Regions from separate parts of the Mus musculus genome. Here all the other regions are linked to region 1. The links are chromatin contacts, called in public Hi-C and promoter capture Hi-C maps. All regions are on one chromosome and are shown on one strand. The core of a region is the stretch at or near the end of the contact, and the rest is flanking DNA. Distances in the headings are between cores, read along the strand shown. Region 1 holds the start of Cyp4f15 (cytochrome P450, family 4, subfamily f, polypeptide 15). Region 2 holds the start of Rps28 (ribosomal protein S28). Region 3 overlaps Angptl4 (angiopoietin-like 4). Region 4 holds the start of Marchf2 (membrane associated ring-CH-type finger 2).

Evidence for each region. Promoter capture Hi-C pulls out the DNA fragments that hold promoters and counts their contacts. Hi-C and Micro-C count contacts between places; a contact is called where the count stands out from the background.
Region 2: a promoter capture Hi-C map of liver shows a contact between it and region 1, with 5 times the contacts expected there. The contact joins the promoter of Rps28 here to the promoter of Cyp4f15 in region 1. A contact is called at or near these places in 2 of 39 promoter capture datasets (hippocampal neurons and liver) and 1 of 115 datasets of contacts at active chromatin or transcription factors (embryonic midbrain).
Region 3: a Hi-C map of liver shows a contact between it and region 1, with 2.9 times the contacts expected there. The contact joins the enhancer-like site here to the promoter of Cyp4f15 in region 1. A contact is called at or near these places in 2 of 39 promoter capture datasets (hippocampal neurons and liver), 1 of 484 Hi-C or Micro-C datasets (liver) and 1 of 9 other capture datasets (embryonic stem cells).
Region 4: a contact with region 1 is called in a promoter capture Hi-C map of hippocampal neurons, with 4 times the contacts expected there. The contact joins the promoter of Marchf2 here to the promoter of Cyp4f15 in region 1. A contact is called at or near these places in 4 of 39 promoter capture datasets (cranial neural crest, hippocampal neurons, liver and 1 more) and 1 of 9 other capture datasets (embryonic stem cells).

The regions. Positions count from the first base shown.
Region 1 is chr17:32,684,227-32,686,984 of GRCm38.p6, forward strand. It overlaps Cyp4f15 (cytochrome P450, family 4, subfamily f, polypeptide 15), which reads left to right and starts at 1,405. Exons shown (of 13, transcript NM_001346538.1): 1 at 1,405-1,585; 2 at 1,833-2,031. The coding sequence starts at 1,572.
Region 2 is chr17:33,823,138-33,825,895 of GRCm38.p6, forward strand. Rps28 (ribosomal protein S28) reads right to left here and starts at 1,425. Exons shown (of 4, transcript NM_001355384.1): 1 at 1,297-1,425; 2 at 1,162-1,209; 3 at 56-193. The coding sequence starts at 1,335. The coding sequence ends at 71. It overlaps Ndufa7 (NADH:ubiquinone oxidoreductase subunit A7), which reads left to right and starts at 1,435. Exons shown (of 4, transcript NM_023202.4): 1 at 1,435-1,543; 2 at 2,464-2,513. The coding sequence starts at 1,493.
Region 3 is chr17:33,773,584-33,776,341 of GRCm38.p6, forward strand. It overlaps Angptl4 (angiopoietin-like 4), which reads right to left. Exons shown (of 7, transcript NM_020581.2): 7 at 1,317-1,985. The coding sequence ends at 1,804. Among named protein-coding and RNA genes, the nearest start is that of Angptl4, 6.6 kb to the right of the region's middle. Within about 2 kb of position 1,423, at least 8 of the 459 cell types and tissues checked have an H3K27ac peak or open chromatin away from gene starts, as enhancers often do. A contact at or near this core is called in liver, where this site is marked.
Region 4 is chr17:33,717,335-33,720,092 of GRCm38.p6, forward strand. Marchf2 (membrane associated ring-CH-type finger 2) reads right to left here and starts at 1,343. Exons shown (of 5, transcript NM_001252480.1): 1 at 1,212-1,343.

The DNA.
Region 1 (2,758 bases), core at 155-2,654:
AGGTGGCCTGTACAGACTGACCCTCAAGGCTGTTGTGTGACCAGTGCTGTGTTCTGCTTGTACCTGTCTGCTCAGGGCTGCTCTCCACCTCAACATCACATGTCTCCTCCCTCTCACCATGTCTCAGTTCACATATAGGTCAACCTAAGTTATGTTCTCCCAGCTGAGCTGCTGACTCCTGGCATCTGACCTGGGGACTTGGTCATTGGGCTGTACTCCTTTTTGCTGCTCCAGAGAGTAGTGGCTCTCTCCAGACCCTGAGCTGCTTCAGAGCAGCATTTGAATTTTGCCTGACTGTGTAGCTGGTAGGCAGAGGCATCCTGGACCTCCCAGTTTTGTGCCATGAAAGGCTACATGCAGGTCTCAGACCCCATGAGAGAAGTTTCTTTGTGCAGTGAGCAGAACTTGTCTCTAAGTGAAACTATACCACGCCCACATGGGCCCCACAAGATTCAAGGATTTTTGTGGAAGTTGGAGCGAAATGACTGTAAGAGCCAGAAGTCTAGAAGAATAGGACCAAACAATGCCTTCTGGGTATGGTAGGACCTCTGCTCTAGTGAGCTCACAGACGCTGCAGTGAACCCAAGATAACACCAAGCTCAAGATAACCAACATTCCAGCACTGGGGAAGGGATGGTGAGCCCTAGCCCCTAGTTGAGGAGTTATTGGCAGCTGATGGTGGTGGGAGAGTCAGCTTTCTCTGAGGGTCTGATCACTGGTAAGCCTTTTGTCCCTGATAGGCACTACACCTATTTGAATCAGTAAGTTATTTAAAAAAAAAAAAAAGGGAGGGGTGTGGGTAAGGAGCCAATCTGGAAGGAATTAAGCGGGAGAGTAGGAGGCAAGTCTGATCAAAACACATTTTATGCATAAAATTCTCAACAACAAATTAATAAAATATTGTGTATTTAAAAAAAAAAAAAGGTACATGCTGTGAGTGCAGTCCAGTGCAGAGGACTTTGGGAGATGGTCTGTGACCAAGCCTGGCCTGGTTGCATTCTCCTAGCAGGAGAATTCCTGTTAATGATTTTGCTAGATACACTGTCGTCTCTGACGAGTCTCTGACGCGTAGGGATACCCCTACTTGGCTGTGGATGTTAGACTCAGACTTACCTCTGCTAACCTCAGAGTTTTGCTCCCAAATCTCTCCTGCCCTCAACCTCCATCCCCATGCCCATCCTCCATCCCACCCCCCCACCCCCCGCCCTCCCCCATGATGTGAGAGGGAACAAGTTCTAAGGCTCTGGTGTTCATGCTGTGACCCTGAATTGATTTCACTCTGTACCCTGCTGACCCAACCCCCTCCTTTTGGCCTTCTGCCCCAGAGGGGAGGAGGCAGTTGGGCCTGTGAAGGATTGGCTGACACAACTGAGCTCAGCCTCCTTCAGAGCAGAAGCCAGGAACAAAGAAACTCTAAAGGAAGGAGAACCGTGGGAAACTCACTGTTCCTGAGAGAAGGTGCCTGGCTAAGAGTAGGTTAAAGAGAACTCTAAGCCTGAACCTGGCTGCTTATTTCTAGATAACCAGCTATCTGAAGCCAAAAAGTCAGAGTGATCCTGTTGGCTTCAGACATGGGGTTTTTCAGGTAACATCTCCTGGCAGTTTCATTCAGGAATTTTGGGTCTCTCCCTCTCTCCCTCTCTCCCTCTCTCCCTCCTCCTCCTCCTCCTCTACCTCCACCTCCTCTTCCTCCATATTACTGCCTATTTCCACCCCATGGATCTCTCCTCCTACAAACAGCCTTCATTATTCATATCCCTGGTCCATTATGCCTGATGGCCCCAACCTTCTTCCAACCTCCCAGTCTCACTGTCTGTCCATTTGCCCCACAGGATGCCACAGTTGGACCTGTCTTGGCTGGGACTGAGGCTGGAGGCATCCTCACCATGGCTGCTTTTGCTGCTGATCGGAGCTTCCTGGCTCTTGGCCCGTGTCCTGACTCAGACCTATATCTTCTACAGAACATATCATCATCTTTGTGATTTCCCTCAACCCCCCAAATGGAATTGGTTCTTGGGTCACCTAGGCATGGTGAGTGCAGCAATATATTGTGGGTCTTGTATTTTGGAGAGAATGGACCAGGAATGGACCTCAGGGGATGGGTCTGAAGTCCTCCAGCATCCTTCACTAGCTTTTCTCATGTCCCTGCCTCCACCCCTACTTTGCTCTGGATTAATTTCTAGTCCATCTTTCTTACACTGGTGGACACTTCCAAGGTAGACAATACAGAGTGAGGACCCCTGGGGTTCCCTCATTGTCTGCTGGACTTGAGGCCTCTTGGGAAGCTCTGTCCAACGTCAATGCCATTTTTCTGTCAATCCATATCAGGGTTTCCATGTTTGCCTGGGGGTAATCTCTGGTATTCCTCTCCTACCACCCATGAAGCAGGAGAGTTATGGGTTGTCTTCCTGCCTCTTGTTCCTGAAGCACTTTTTACTTAAAAGCTGTCAGTTCTTCCCTAAGATGGACCATTGAGTCCTGTTGCCCAACTGAGATAAGAGTTGTCTCTTCACCCTCCCGTAAGCATTCCTTGACCCCGTGCCTTAGATTTTGACCAAGTCTGTTCTTGCCTTTGGGTGACTCGGTCTCAGTTGCTTCACTTGCAAACACCGAAGCTCACAACATCTGTACACATCAGTGACATCATACGCAGGGTGATGTTTGGTGAGAGCATGGGGCCTCACAGGTAGGAGTTTCTGCCCTCCTAGAGAATTAGTGGTCCCCTCTTGTCCTGGAGTTGACTAGTCCCTGCTCTGCA
Region 2 (2,758 bases), core at 175-2,674, 1.1 Mb after region 1:
AGATAGAGTGCCTTTCTTACCTCCTAACAAGTCCCTCCCAAGGGTTGCCACTTACCCACCAGCTGCAAGATTAACGCAACCTTCGAGCTTCTCTTTCTGACTCCAATAGGGTGAGCACGTCACCCTCTCGAACGGGGCCTTTGACATTTCGGATGATAGAGCGGCTGGTGTCATCCATGAATTCCACTCGCACCTACAAGCCCAATACAAGAGTTAAATGCTGCTACTTACTAGTGGGGTGGAAAGGTAATATGGACCAGAGCCTGGGACAGGGGCTGGTCAGGTCAGATGGTTCAGCAGTTACAAGCATTTGTTACTCTTAAGGTCTCATTTGCCAGACCAAAGGCATTGAATCACTCACATGATAGGGTCTCTGTAGCCTGATCTGACCTTGAAATCCTGTGATCCTTCTGGAATTACAACACCCTCCCCACTTACAATTTTATCTGGGTGCCTCCAACTTACTTCAGGCTGGCCCTGATCTACGGGTCCCCCTACCTTAGTTTCTTAATTAGCTGTGATGGGAGACCTGGGTATAAGCCAGGGGAACGAACGGTCAGGGCATCTTTAGCCTAGGCTTGTCTGTCTCCTGGAGTAGGTGAGATGCCCTACCGTTCTTGTTCTATGTGGTGGACCGAGGCAAGCACACTATCAACAGTGGCCCAGGTTTTTTCGGTACTGGATCATTTTGTAGCCTAAGCTTGACTGGAACTCCAAGTGAACTTCCTTAGACATCTTTAATTACTAGCTTTGAGTTCAGTACTCAAGTTTTTTCGGGTTCTTTGTATGGTAAGCAAGTCTACTACTGACACACAGGTCCCGCCAACTCCACCTCTTTAAAAACCAAATCTTTTAGCTGGGCAGTGGTAGCCCGCGCCTTTAATCTCAGCACTTGGGAAGCAGAGGCAGGCGGATTTCTCAGTTCGAGGACAGCCAGGGTTACACAGAGAAACCCTGTCTAGAACACCCCCCCCCCCCCAACAAAAAACCACCAAAGCTTTCAAAGGCAGTCTTACTACGGTATCCGCGTTTCTTACAAAGTCATATCCTCCCTGAACCTAGCTACTAGAATTAAACGTCACCAAATCCAGTTATAATCCTGGTACTCGGGAGGACTCCGCTCCGACCCCAGGAAGTGGTCCGAATGTTCCCATCACTCACCTGCGTGCACTGTCCCTGCGAACCGGTCCTGCCCAGCACTTTGGTTACCTACAGGAAATAAGGGAAAGTTAGGCTCGACATGTTCAGCTTTCTTCTCTCTTTATTCAGGTTTCTAAACACCCGCAGTCGCCTCACCCTAGCCAGCTTGATGGGCTGCACGCGACTCGTGTCCATGATGGCGGCGATCTGGCGGAGAGGAGTCACGTGAGCAGGGGATGCCTTTTATAGTCGGCTCTGACCACGCCTCACTTTCGCTCTCGCGAGACCGCACGCGGTACCCAGGAATCCTCGGGACAGAGTCGTCACCAGCGTCCTTCGGAGCGGAAGGAATATGGCGTCCGCTACTCGCGTTATCCAAAAGCTGCGGAACTGGGCGTCTGGGGTGCGTGTGCTGTTCCGATCCGGGCCGGGAAGGATTTGGGTTCTGTACGCCCTTGAATCCTATCCCCCTTAACATCTCCTTAGTTCAGTGGATAATCCAGGATCCCTGAATTTGTGACTCCAGTAGTCAGACTCAAGGTCCTAAATGTTTTTGGCCGGGTTACTGGGATTTCCTTGGCCTTAGATTGCCTGGCTTTAGCTCCCCCCCGCCCCGCCCCTCTTCCTATCCCTTTCTCTCTTCGCCTCATTTGTCTCCCACGTGAGACCAGGTGTTTCCTCATCCCCCGTATCAGCTTGGAATCTTTGTTTGTTTGTTTGTTTTTGTTTTTGTTTTTCTTTTTCGAGACAGGGTTTCTCTGTGTAGCCCTGGCTGTCCTGGAACTCACTTTGTAGACCAGGCTGGCCTTGAACTCATAAATCCGCCTGCCTCTGCCTCCCGACTAGGATTAAAGGCATGCGCCACCACGCCCGGCTATCAGCTTGGAATCTTGTGCCCCTGTTTTTGGAAGGCTGAGGACCAGTTTTTAGATTTTGGAAGAAAACAAAGAGGTCAGGGAAGCTGTAGATCTCTGCAGCTCCTGGGAGGTTGGAGATGGATAAGAGGAGAGATAATTTAGGGTCCAAGAAAGGAGGTATATCTAGCACTGGAGCTTAGTAAGCAACTGTTTGGGTGAGAATTCCCATAATGTTAGGGTAAGCACGTTTAGTATATTGACCCATATACAGAGGAGATTTTCTTTAAAAGGAAGGCTTTTTAGGTTAGATCTTGGAAAGGCTGGAAACTTAGCCTTAAAGTTTTGTAAGCCATGCCCTTGCCTTTCTTCATATGCATGACTTGTAAACTTACCCTAACTGGCTACTTCTGTTCGCTAACCCTATCCTGGGGTTCCCTAGTTTCTGACTTCTTCTCTCCTCCCACAGCAAGACCTGCAGGCGAAGCTACAGCTGCGCTACCAGGAGATCGCCAAGCGGTGAGCAGGCCGTGCTTGCTGCCTTCATCCTGACATTCTTCCACCAAACCCAAGGCTGGCCATAGTGGTACAGTCTTTAATCCCAGCACTCGGGAAACAGGCAGGCTGAGTTCTGAGTTCAAGGCCTGCCTGATCTACATGATGGGTTCCAGGTTAACCCCTGTCTAATAAACAAACGTGAAAAAACAACCCTAAATTTGCTGTTCTCTTGAACTTTCCTTGGAGAATTGAGCAGAGATCTTTCT
Region 3 (2,758 bases), core at 173-2,672, 1.1 Mb after region 1:
GCCTACCAGGTGAAGGAGGTTGCTGCCAAGTGTGGATTCCTGAGACACACGTGAAGGATCGACCTGCAAGCTGTCCTCTGAACTTTGTACAAGCGTCAAGGCAGAAGTTTGCCCACGTGTATAAATGATGAATAAATAAATACATAAGCAATCAAACAAATAAATACTTTTTTAACGTCTTTGTTTTTATTAGTCAAGGTCTTACTATATAGCCTAAGTTGGACTCAAACTCATGGTAATTCTGGTCCCCCTGCCTCAGCTCCCCAAGTGCTGAAATTACAAGTATGGAATATGACATCGGGTTTAGATTTCTAAAATTAACTTCATCTCATTTTGCTTTTCTCTCTTCTTTTTCTTTCTTGTAGCCCAGGTTACCTCAACTTCTAATCCTCATGCCTCCACCTCCCAAATACGAGCATTACAGTGTTATCTAGCGCTATACTTTATTTATGCAGTGCTGCTGGGAAAGAACCCAGGGTCTGTGCATGCTTCGTATGTCCAGTTGAGCTACATCTACAGTACTCACCCTGTTTGTGATACAGGATCTTGTTGTATTGCCTAGTCTGGCTTAGAGTTTGCAAAGCTCCTATGTCCAGCTCCCAGGGGCTGGAGATCTGTGTGTACCCCACCGAGTACTGATCAGAAAGACTTTTTACTTGTCTCTATCACCAACTTCCCTAATGATTGGACTGCATGAGTTATATGATTTTTAACTTTTAAAAATTAAAAAAAAAACAATTATTGTGTATATATCTGTGTGACAGCCCAAGTGCCATGGCTTGTATGTGGTGGTCAAAGGCCAACTTTGCGGAATCTGTTCTGTCCTTTGACCTTTTGGGTGCTTGAACTCAGTCACCAGGCTTAGACAGCAAGTGTTTGGAATCATTAAGCCATTTCCCTAACTCTGTTTTTTAAACAATACTTTCTTTTCTATATGAGTGCCTAAATATTTGCATATTATCACATTTGTACAGGAGCCAGTAGAGGTCAGAGGCGGCATTGGACCCCCTTGAAGTAGAGTTATAGGCTATTGTTAGCTGCTATGTAAAGGCTGGGAACCAAACCCAGGCCCTCTGGAAGAACGAATGTTCCTAATCACTGAGCCATCTCCCTGGACCTGTTTTGAGATTTTGAAATATAAACAAGAGAGGCTCACATCATGAAATACTAAAAGAAGGAAGCTGAAATCACTGGGAAGGAATAGCCAACCAGTTCTGTCCTTAACGGATCTGGGAATACGATGTCCGAGGAACATGTTTACTTGAACTTTGAAACTATTCACTTTGAAAAATCAAATGAAACAACAGAGAACAAAATGTTCTGAGGTTGTTTTTATTGTAAGAATGCTGTGAGCTGTGCCTGGGAACCACAGTTAGCACCTGTGCATCCACAGCACCTACAACAGCACCATGAGTGTATCCAGGGCTCCTGGCACCCTGTCTCCAGTCAGTCAATATGACTGAGTCCGCCATTAAGGGCCCAGCTAGTTGGACTGTAGTGGTCCCTCTGCATCCCCAACTTCTCTGGTAGGCGAGAAGTGATATTCAGTGCCCCTCGAGCCCATGTTTTCTGGATCTGGGCCATTTGTTTCCTGTTGCTCTGACTGTTTCAGACAACAATGCTTGCAGACCCCAACACGGAAAAGGGGTCCTCCAGTCTCTCCAGTTACGGGCTTCTTCTTTGTCCACAAGACGCAGATAGCCCTACTTAGAGCTCCTGCCCCCAGCAGAGAATGGCCAAATCTCAGGGCCACAACCAAAGTCACTGTCTTCTTAGGCCTGGAACCAGGCTCCAGTGAGGAGGCTAAGAGGCTGCTGTAGCCTCCATGGGCTGGATCAGCAGGGTGGTAGCCTGCAGAGGATAGTAGCGGCCCTTCCATGTTTTCCAGAAGATACCCTTTTTACGCTCCTGCCGTTGCCGTGGGATAGAGTGGAAGTATTGTCCATTGAGATTGGAATGGCTACAGGTACCAAACCACCAGCCACCTATAGGGTTAAAGAACAGGAGATGTGGTCAAGGTCTTGGGTTTCCATACTGAGAGAGAGAGAGAGAGAGAGAGGAGAGAGAGAGAGAGAGAGCACAGTTGGAGACAAGATGAACTTTGGATTTTACACCTTTAGAATTTATTACATTTATTTACTTTGTGTTCCCGTGTATATGTGTGTGGGTGTACATGCCACAGTGGGTATGAAGGTCAGAGGACAGCTTGTGGGAGCGAGCCAGTGATCTCTTTCTACTATGTGAGTCTTGGAGATCAAACTTAGGTCTTCAGGATTGTAGGCAAACACTGTTACTGGCTGAGCCATCTCATAAGTCCTATTTTTGTTTTGTGACGGGGTCTCCTATCGGGCTGGCCTCAAACTCTCCACGTGGCCAAAGACAATTTAAAATGTCTGCTTTACCTGCCTCCTCTTTCTGAGTCTATGGTTGACATTGCACAACCATGTGTGTTTTATATGGTATGGGTAATGAAACCTAGGCCTTCACTCATGTTAGGTAGGTTCTCTGCCAAATGAGCTACACTATGAAGCAGTTTGTGGGTAGAAATTTGTAGTCACAGTGCTCAGCAGTATGATAGGAAGTTTGAGGCCAGCCTGCTCTTTATAATTTGATCCTGACTGAATAAGTGAAGCAGAAAAAGAGCTAGTACTGTAGCTCATTTGTTACAGTGCTTGCCTACCAGACATGGAATTGTGGGATTGATCCTCAGGAGCACAATGGCACATGCCTGTTACCCCAACACTCAGGAGTTAGAGGC
Region 4 (2,758 bases), core at 93-2,592, 1.0 Mb after region 1:
ACAGGCCTGTACCACCATGCTCCATGCCCTAGGCACTTTATTCTGCCTCTGTCACTGATACTGTATGTCTTGATTCAAGTTAATTTGCTTTTCTGGGCCTCATCCATCTCTTTCTTACTTTAGGGTGTGTGTGTGTGTGTGTGTGTGTGTGTGTTGTTTTTCTTGGCAGTACTGAGATAAAACAAGGGCCTAGTGCATGCTAGGCAAGTACTGAGCTAGACCCCCAGTCCAGAAACTAAGTTCTAATCCCAGAAGCTCTACTTCCTATTTGCTGTATGGCCTTGGGCAACAGCTTTAACTTCCCTGAACTTCAATTTACTCATTTAGATGAAAGGAATTACTTTTAATACTTCTACCTAGTATGTTTCCCACTAACCACATTAATTCTGACTACAGAGTTTTTTTAAAAGTGTTTTCCCCAGGCATGGTGGCGCACACCTTTAATCCTGGCACTCGGGAGGCAGAGGCAGGCGGATTTCTGAGTTCGAGGCTAGCCTGGTCTACAAAGTGAGTTCCAGGACAGCCAGGGCTATACAGAGAAACCCTGTCTCGAAAAACAAAACAAAACAAAAAAAGTGTTTTCAATTATATTTATTTTGCTTGTATTTTTGCATATGTATGTGGTGTATATTCATGCAAGGGTGTGTCTATGGAGTCCAAATGACAACTTTCTGTTGTCAGTTTTTCTTTCACCATATGAGACCTCAAGACTGAACTCAGACAACAAGCACCTTGACCAGCTGAGCTATCTTGGCAGTCCCTGACTACTGTTTGAAAAACAACATTTTCAGTACAGTGCACTGAGTAGCTTTTTGTGAAGCGCCCCAACTCTTTATAATGTTAATAATCACCCAAACAGAACCGTTATGAAGAGGGTTTCAGAGTGACATTAGTCACTTATTGACCTCCTACTGTATGCCAGGCGCTTTTCTCATCAGCCATTTCCTAAATCATGTTGGCTCCGAGATGACCCACTTTTCCTAGATGGGGAAACCGAGGCTCACAGAGGTTTCTCCTGCGTGGCGAGGCTCGGAGACCTCTCACCAACCTTGAAATGATAATTGAGGTGCCTGCGTCCTGAGCAGGGCTAAGTAAGGCCAAGGGTAGCGCCCTATCTGTCCCGCTCGAGTACTCAGCCGGAGGCTCGAACCCGGAACCTGGGAAACCTGCCTACATACTCGGGTCAGGCCCATTCGCTGTTCCGTGCCTACCTGTTCCGCGGCCGGGCCGGGCGACCGCGCAGGCCCCTCGGTTCTCCCTGGCCCGGGTCCCGGCCCGGCCCGGCCCGTCAGCAGCGGCTTGCTCCGGCTCCGGCGAGCACCTGCGTCCGGGCACCGCCCGCCGAGCAGACAGCACGGCGAACCAATGAAGACTGCCTCTGAGTATCATCTGCCAATCAGCATACACGCCCCGCCCAAGAAGGTGGGGCCTTCAAAATACGGGACGTCCTGGGCGGTCCAGGCCCCGCGGCGCCGCAGCTTCTGACTCCGCCCCTGCTGCGTTCTGGCTCCACCCCCAAAATGGACCCCGCCTCATCCCAGCTCCTCCCCCATCCCAATCTCTGGCTGTAGACTTGCTGCCAGAGCCTGGAGCAGAACAAAGGCGAGCTTAAGTAAACAACTTCACACTTGCCAAATAACTTCTTTCCGCCTTCTTCTCCGCTCCCCCCGGCCCCCGTTTGTTTGTTTGTTTGTTTGTTTGTTTGTTTGTTTGTTGTGTTTTTTAAAGACAGTTTTAATGTAGATCAGGCTAACCTCGTACTCACTCTGTAGCCAAGGATAACCTCTCTGATCCTCTGGCCTCCACCTTCCCAGTTCTATCGGGAGCTAGAATGGAATGAAGTTTTTCTTCCGTGCTAGGCACAAACAGTGTGAACTGAGCTACATTTTTATCACACTTACCAATCCTAGGGTGGCTATGATCACATTTTGCAGAAGGAAATCCGCCCAAAGGGGTTAGAGTTCTGTGGAGGAAACTAAAGCCATCATCATTTACTCATCAATTATTCAAGCAAGACATACATTCAAAAAATGGAGCAACAGATGGTAGAAAGAGCTGTTGAGATAGATCAGCGGGCAAGAGCTCTTGCATGGCAAACATGAGGATCTGAGTTAAAATCCCCAGCATCCACATAAAAGAGCTGAATAGGGCCTCGAACTCCTGTAACCTCAGTGCTGTAGATGGTGTAAACAGGAAGATGGCTGGGGTTTGCTGTCTGCCAATCTAGCACTGGTTTCAGTGAGAGAACACTTAGCAGTACTTGCCTAGCATACACAAAGCCCTGGGCTTGGTCATACATGCCTATAATCCCAGCACCCAGGAAGTTCAAGGTCACCCTCAACTACACAGAAAGCAAGGCCAACCATATGAAGGAAAACCAAAAAGATCAAAATTCTGTAGGAAGCATTATTATGGTCCAGGCATGTGCAAGACCCTGGGGACACATTAACTAATATAAATATTGTGAGACAAACATTAGCGGTTTTTAATCATTGTGTTTGCTTATTTGTTAGAGACAGGTCTTACTGTGTAGCCCAGGTCCTGCCTCACCCTCACAAGCGTAAGATTATAGGCATATGCCACCACAGCCCCACGTTATTAGTATGAATTATTATTCTTACAATGCCTGTGATGGAGCCAGCAGCCTGATACATTAGGTAGGTGCTCCACCACTGAGCCACACCTTAAGCTTCATGGTGGTGGTGGTGGTTATGGTGATGCTGATTTGGTTTGGTTTGGGTTGGGTTTTTGATAGAGG